2 separate regions of the Mus musculus genome follow, and region 2 is linked to region 1. A link is a contact called in public promoter capture Hi-C data. All regions are on one chromosome and are shown on one strand. Each heading gives the region's core, a stretch centred on a gene start, on an enhancer-like site or on the middle of the called end of the contact. The rest is flanking DNA. Distances are from core to core; before and after follow the strand shown. Region 1 holds the start of Upk2 (uroplakin 2). Region 2 holds the start of Tmprss13 (transmembrane protease, serine 13).

Region 1 (3,656 bases), core at 364-2,863:
CTAGGTAGCTCCTGTGGTTCACAGCTTAGCCCAGCCATCCAAGTAGCCGCCAGCATCAGTTCAACTGGTCATCCAGCCAACCAGTCAAGCAAACATAGACCCCCCTCACAGCAACACTTAGGAGCCACCAAGGAGGACATCATCCCTCTGCACAAGGAACCTCTAGTGCAGAGATGATTGAACAGGACAGGAGGTGGCCATACCAAATACTGGGGGGTTGGGGCGGGGGAGAGAGAGCGACTGAGCGCTCAGAAAACAGTTTATCTAACTTGCTCTAGGAGAAAAAAGTCGGAGCTTAGGGAAGTGTGAGAGACGGGCATTTTACTTACGAGGAAGCGTGGACATGGGAGTCTCTGGACTGGACTCGGTGGATGTCCCCTTCTGTACTCGGTAGGATATGCTTTAGAGGCAGGAGTTGAGAGAAAGCAGAGATTGTACGTATCTGGCACTCGGGAGGAGGGGTTCCAGCCTCCACCTTCTAGCTATGTGTCCCATCTGGGCCCTCCTGGGGTCCAGGTTCACATTTCCTACCCTTTAGCTGTGCCCTCTCTAACTCATGCTTCCTGGCACTTCCCCACCCTCACGGGACCTCCACTTCCCTTTTTTGCATCCCACCTCCACAGGTGTCCATCGGTACCTACTAGTATTTGGTTCCTGGTGTTAGGTTTGTCACCTGATATGCGCTGAGCCTTGTGACGGTGTAGCCAGACCCACTGTCCACCACGCTCACAAGCTCCCTGCGCCCGCGACATGGAGGCACCACAAAGTCTGACTTAACCACTGAGGGGAAATAGGAGTGAAAGGCAAGATCAGATTTCTAGCAGTCCACTCTTGTAGAACGGGCAGCTCTTGGGTATCGTTAAGAGGGGTTACGACGAGTAGAATAAATGGGTACAAGGGAGGTCTACCTTTGCTGTCGTTGGCTCTCCGGACCATCAATGTGGCATTACCTCCCGTGAGGTGACATGGGGGCAAGGCAATTAACAGGCTTTCTGTTAGCGCCGGAGACAGCAGACCAGAGAGGCTTGAGATGTTGAAGTCTGTTAGGGAGCCGAGAGGGAACTCAGGAGTTAGCCCCCTCTTAACTCAGAGCTGGCGGGGTGGGTGGGTGGTCATTGCTAAGGGTGCAGAGACAGAAGAGGAGCGTGTGGATCTGACCACCAGATGGCAGGCTTGAGCTGCAGATGGTGGGTACGCCGCGCTGTTTGGGAGCCAGACTAGACCATGGCACCCAGACTAGACCATGGCACCCAGTCAGTCCCCAGTCTCGCCCAACTCACACAAACCTTGGACACTTACCCAAATTTCTTGACTCCTGGATCTGGAAGAAGCCCAGGAATTTGTCACCTGATCCCTACCACTAGTAACTCTCAACCCCAACCAGCTAGACCAACATTCTGTCCTTGAGAGCCCTGGGGAGACAATGCTCCCTGTCTAGCGCTCTGAAACCCTCCTCGCTCCCACCAGCAATAGAGACCTGCAGTCCCCGGAGCCAGGACAGCCAGCAGAATCAGGATCAGGGGCAAGGTCTGGACAGGCAGTGTGGATGCCATACTGCGCTGGGAACTGGATCCTGGAACAGGTGCTGACAGGCTGGGGTTTCCTGGGGCCAATGAGGCCCTGCCCCAGGATAGCTGATTTTGTCTCGGAGTGGGAGGGGCTGCTGGGAATCCAGTCCAACTTGCCCCTTGGGCACTGTAGCCTCAGGGAGGGGCCCCAGACAGGTTTTTCAGGCTGGGGAGCTGGCCCTCGGGCCTAAAGGGGGATGCTCTGGCTGGGTCCTGGCAGCTTAGTTAGCTGCAGGGGAGTATGGCTCTTTCTGGAACTCCCGCGACTGAAGGACAGAGTTCCTCTGTCTGAGTGTCTGCCTCCTGGACTGTAGAGGGTGCTGTCTCCAAGGAGGTAGGCGTTTTCCTAGGAGAGCCATGAGTTCTAAAATTGCCCTGGTGTGTAGGTGTAGGAAAAGCCCCAAGGGTTGAAAGGGCTTTGGCTAGTAAGGATGGGAGAGGAGGGGGTTGGTTAGGTAGGGTGGGGATAGCAGAGCCTGAGATCCAATTCTAGTATTTAACTGAGGCCTAAGAAACTGCGACTCTGGGAGAAGCGGAGGGTATCAGTGTGAGCCTTCAGATTTCTCCAGAAGGTGGAGACAAGGGAAGTTAGTGAAGGCTTCCAGGTAAACGCAGGTCCAGTCCAGCAAGGCTAGTGGGCAGTGGAGTAGATACAAACAGACTTGGACAGCAAGCGGTTGTGCAACGGGTAGCGAGTAAAGCAGGAAAACCTTAGGAAACAAGACCAGGGGCTGGGCGATGGTGGCGAATGCCTTTAATCCCAGCACTTGGGAGGAAGGTGGATTTCTGAGTTTGAGGCCAGCCTGGTCTACAGAGTGAGTTCCAGGACAGCTAGGGCTACAAAGAGAAACCTTATGTTAAAAAAAAAAAAAAAAAAAAGCAAAAACAAAAACAAAGCAAAAAGTAGCAACAACAAAACCCTTCAAGACAAAAACAATCCTGTAACCAGGAGCAGAGGAGGTGGAGGGCTGGGGTGTGGCTCAGCGGTGGACTGTGTGCAGGTCGCTCTGGGGTTCGATGCCTGGGACAACAGTTGGGGAAGAAACACCATCAGCAGCCACAGCTCCTCTGGTTCTCTCCTGCCCCAGGCTAACTGGGAGAACTGATGGAGGTTCTCCAGCCATGGACGAGTGACGTGGCCCCACTCAGTCACCTCTCCTCTAGACGCTGGCCAGGGGGCTCTGCATGCCCTCCTGAAAGGCACTGCTTTTTATAGATGCAGAACCTGAGACTCAGGTTGTCACTGCAAAGTGGCTGCAGGGGTGTGGGTGTCTCAGCTAGGTGAACTCGATAGGACCTGAGCTCAGACCGTCAGGGTCTGCTCCAGGAACCACCCATTTTCCCCAACCCCAGAGAAAGGTCCTAGTGGAAAAGTGGGGGCCACTGAAGGGCTGATGGGGTTCTGTCCTTTCCCCCATGCTGGGTGGACTTAAAGTCTGCAATGTGTGTAGGGGGTAGAAGACAACAGAACCTGGGGGCTCCGGCTGGGAGCAGGAGGAACTCTCACCAGACGATCTCCAAATTTACTGTGCAATGGACGATCAGGAAACTGGTTCAGATGTAGCTTCTGATACAGTGGGTCTGAGGTAAAACCCGAAACTTAATTTCTTTCAAAAATTTAAAGTTGCATTTATTATTTTATATGTGTGCCCATATGTGTGCCACAGTGTCTATGTGGAGGTCAGAGGGCAAGTTGTGGGCATTGGCTCTCTCCTTTCATAATGTGGCTTCTGGGGACCAAAATGTCAGGCATGGTGGCAAGAGCTTTTACCTGTTGAGCCATCTCATGGTTTCGTAAAACTTCCTATGACGCTTACAGGTAACGCAGAGACACAGACTCACATTTGGAGTTAGCAGATGCTGTATTGGTGTAAACACTCATACACAGACACACACACATACTCATACACACACACACACACTTATCCACATGCACACACATACTCGTATACACACAGACACACACACATGCACTCTCACATTCACATATTCATACACATCCACACACACACTCATCCACACACACAGACACACATACTCATCCACACACACAGACACACATACTCATACACACACACAGACACACAT
Region 2 (3,656 bases), core at 554-3,053, 860 kb after region 1:
AAAGCCCTGGAAATCCCACCTCTACTCCAAGAGGCTGAGGATCAGCGTTCTGTGCCTCCTGAACCCACTCTGTGGGACACCGAGGGCAGCATAACCTGCTTAGCAAGAATTCTGGGACAGAAGACCAAGGAAAAGCTGACATTGCTCCAGAGCTGACTTCTTGGTGCTATGTGTCATCACCAATTCCCAGACAGCACACTCGTAGGCTTCCAAATCGATCTTGCCTTCAGTTGCTCCCTCTGACTTGCCCAGAACCCCCTATCTGAGCTCTTCCAAGAGGCTCTGGGGACTTGGATTGGAAAAGACATCTGACCTGCCTGGAAGACTGATGGAGCCCTCCAGGACCGGCCTCTGGGTGCCAAGGATGAAGCATAGCCTTGTAGCTCATTGGTGCCCAGAGGGGACCTCCTTAGGAGAGGGGAAGAGGAGGACCCAGCACACAATGTGGCCAGCCTGTGCCCAGACCTGGATGACCAGAGTGTGGACAGCGAGAGGAAGAGAGCGAGGGCCAAGTTCTGATGTCTTGAAGAGCAGCCAGTGAAGTAATGCAGCCAAGTCAGAGACTCCTTGGCTCTCTGCCTGGGTCTTCCAGGAGTTTTCCCATGAGCCTCTGTGTTTTAGACTTCCCTGAACACCCTAAACTAGAACAGTTTTCATATCTGTTTATCTAAAAGGTCAAGAGGCAGCCTCAGACTCCACCCTAGTAGTTGACCATGGCCACTGCTCCTAATTGTCAGGGCATTCTCAGCCTCGCCATCTCCTCCGGCTTTGCCCCCCTCCCTCCCACTGTCTGATGCCAGAACTGCCTCACTGGTTTGCTGAGTGTGGTCAGTGTCCCAGCTCCCACCCCCCCCACACACACACCCCACTCCCAGCCCCATCAGTGCTGGCACCGCAGCTCCAGGGGTCTAGGTCTGTCCAGCTTCTAGGATTGCACGTAAACCAAGAATTCACAAAAGAGGCAAAAATAAAAGCAAAGAGAATTTTATCTGGGTACAGATTCATGCATGGGGGAACACAGACCCAATCGCAGAATCCACGGATCTCAGCGAAGTTGCAGCCACCCTGGGGCTTTATCACAAAGGGAGCATTCCCAAGTCCACCTAACTCTTCTGCTTCCACACTTCTGAGCGCAGCGACTTTGCTTTAGGACACGTGTCTCTTCCTCTGTTTCTTTTGCCTCTAATGATCAGGATGGAGCACAGGGTAGGAGGTCATGAGTCAGCCTAATATATTCCCCAGACCGGTTTCCACTCAAATACATACATGTTTTATAGTAATTGATTTTGATATAATTCATAATATTTTATTGCTGCCAATGGAGGTAATTCATTATGTGCACCATTTAAAACCATCTGATTTCTCTTGTCGTTGTTAAGAGTTTTCATAAAAAACTTTTTTCAGGAAAAAAAAAAGTCCATCTCATGTCCAGATTTGGGATTTGGACACAGTTAGAAATGAGCACACTTTGAGGGCAGGGTCTTCCTGGAAGGCTCAGGTGACCACATTCGAAGGGCTTCCCATAATCTCAGATCCTGTCTGGAACCCTCTGGGAGGGGCGGTGAAGGGGACCCCACACACAGAAGCTCATGTGGTGGCAGTTTCAAGAGCCCAGGTATTAGCTGAGTAACTGGGATGGGGCTGAAGGACAGGTCTGGCGAGTTCTGGGTTGTTTATACCTGAGTTACCTCACACGTCCCACCGACTTCCCCGCCCCATCTGCTGAGGGCCGGCCCTCGGCCCTCAGCCTCCTTTTCCCCACACGCTGGGGGACTGGGGGCCAACATGGATCTTACCCTCGACATCAGCTGAGCCTGGAAGAAGCATTCTCTTACACCATGGACAGAGGCAGCCACCGGGTGAGTGCGCCGCGGTCTCCTGGGCTTTCCCAGGCATGAGAAGGGACAGGCTGGAGTCAGGCAGGGTGCTGCCAAGACCTGCCCCGAGTGTAGGGAAGACAGAATGTCTCTGCTGGCTGGAAGCTGCCTGGGATCCAGTGATTTCAACTGCTTCATCTTAGTCCCTAGAAGGAACTCCGAGGAGGAGAAACCAATAAAATATGGAGTCTGGTTATTAGGCACCCCTGGGCTGTGTGGCCAAGGCCTGGACAGGGCTGTGGCCTGTGTGTGCCCTGGCAAGAACAGCTCTGGAGTTACTTGGTAATCTGGCGTTGCTGTTTGAGGATTGGATTTAATCTAGATTCATTTTTGCTGGTTTGAGAACCCAAAGGTATTTTAACTCATCTTCAAGGATTACCTCCTAGCTAGACTCCTAACCCTTCCCGGAAGCATGCGAGTCTTCTTTTTAAATGTACATTTAAATTTTTTCATTGGTTACTTACTAGGGGACGTAAAGTACATGGGAAGTGCTTCCTTATGTCTAACCACAGTGTCTTCTGCTATATCTTAAGCTTCTTCTGCTGCTTTTAGAGGTGATAGAGAGCAATGGGGTTGTCCTGTGTAGAAAAGGGTCTTGTACACACATTAGGTATCCACAAAGCCTTATTTAATGCGCCCCTCTTTTTGCTTAACTTCTCCTAGGTCCTGTTTTCTGCTCTTTTCCATATTTTTCTGTTCTCTATTGATAGAGTGGACTCTGAGACTCTAGAAAGTCCAACAAGCCCTGGGTTTGAAGAAATCCAGCTCACCATATGTTCTAGACTGTGCCTGGCTTGTGGTCCACTCTGAACCCGGGTATGTTTCCGAAGGCACTGTTATCTCTCCTATTATTCCAGACCCCTCTCTGCTCTTCTCCTTTGCTCTCTGCTCTGGTCCTTTTGGCTCATGTCCCCACAGGAAGCAGAACAGGGAGCATGGGGTGGGGGTAGCATTCTGTAGGAAGCATGGGGCGCCACACACACAGCCATGGCTATCTTCCGTGAAAACTTGCTAGTCCCCAGACCCAAAGATGGGGACTGAGCTATCTATCAAGTTCTATCTGTTCAAGTTAGAGATGGGCAGAGACCTGGCCTCTCTCCTGGAGTGGGGTTAGAGAAGCATGTTCATCTGGGAAACTCATCTTCCTAGAGTTAGGGACCAATGTGGAAGCAGGTTGGAAGGACAGGACATGGGCAAAAGTGTGAATTAAGTGTCAAAGTTCTGGTAGGTCCTGGGATCACTATGGAAGGTCCAAGCTTCTCTTGTAATGAGAGAGCTGAGCCATCCCATTATTTAAGGGTATAGGTGAAACCCATAGATAGTGAGTAGAGGCAAAGGAGGGAGCCTATAGCTGCCCCCTAATCTTGTCTACAGCACATTTTTTTGTCTTCTTTCTTTCCTTTTTTTTTTTTTTCAAGGCAAGATTTCCTCTGAGTAGCCGTGGCTGTTCTGGAACTTGTTCTGTAGACCAGGCTAGCCCCCACACTCAGAGATCTGCCTGCCTCTGCCTCCTGAGTGCTAGGATTAAAGGTGTGCACCACACAACCTGGCTCAGATTTCTTAAGAGTAAATAAGATTGGGCTGGAGAAGCTAGGTGTGGTGGTGTATGTCTTTAATTCCAGCACTCAGGAGGCAGAAACAGATGGATCTTGGTGAATTGGGAGGCAGCCTGGTCTACATAATAAGTTCCAGGACATAGTAAGACTCTGTATCAAAAGAAGGAGGAGGAAGAGGAGAGAGGAAGGGGAGGGAAAAGGAAAAGAAAAGACAAGACACTGG

What was found. Promoter capture Hi-C pulls out the DNA fragments that hold promoters and counts their contacts.
Region 2: a contact with region 1 is called in a promoter capture Hi-C map of pre-B cells, with 2.9 times the contacts expected there. The contact joins the promoter of Tmprss13 here to the promoter of Upk2 in region 1.

What each region holds. Positions count from the first base shown.
Region 1 is chr9:44,453,154-44,456,809 of GRCm38.p6, forward strand. Upk2 (uroplakin 2) reads right to left here and starts at 1,614. Exons shown (of 5, transcript NM_009476.2): 1 at 1,478-1,614; 2 at 909-1,040; 3 at 642-780; 4 at 330-400. The coding sequence starts at 1,553.
Region 2 is chr9:45,317,297-45,320,952 of GRCm38.p6, forward strand. It overlaps Tmprss13 (transmembrane protease, serine 13), which reads left to right and starts at 1,804. Exons shown (of 13, transcript NM_001013373.2): 1 at 1,804-1,859. The coding sequence starts at 1,839. Lncbate3 (brown adipose tissue enriched long noncoding RNA 3) reads right to left here. Exons shown (of 4, transcript NR_040720.1): 3 at 1,797-2,023; 4 at 970-1,182.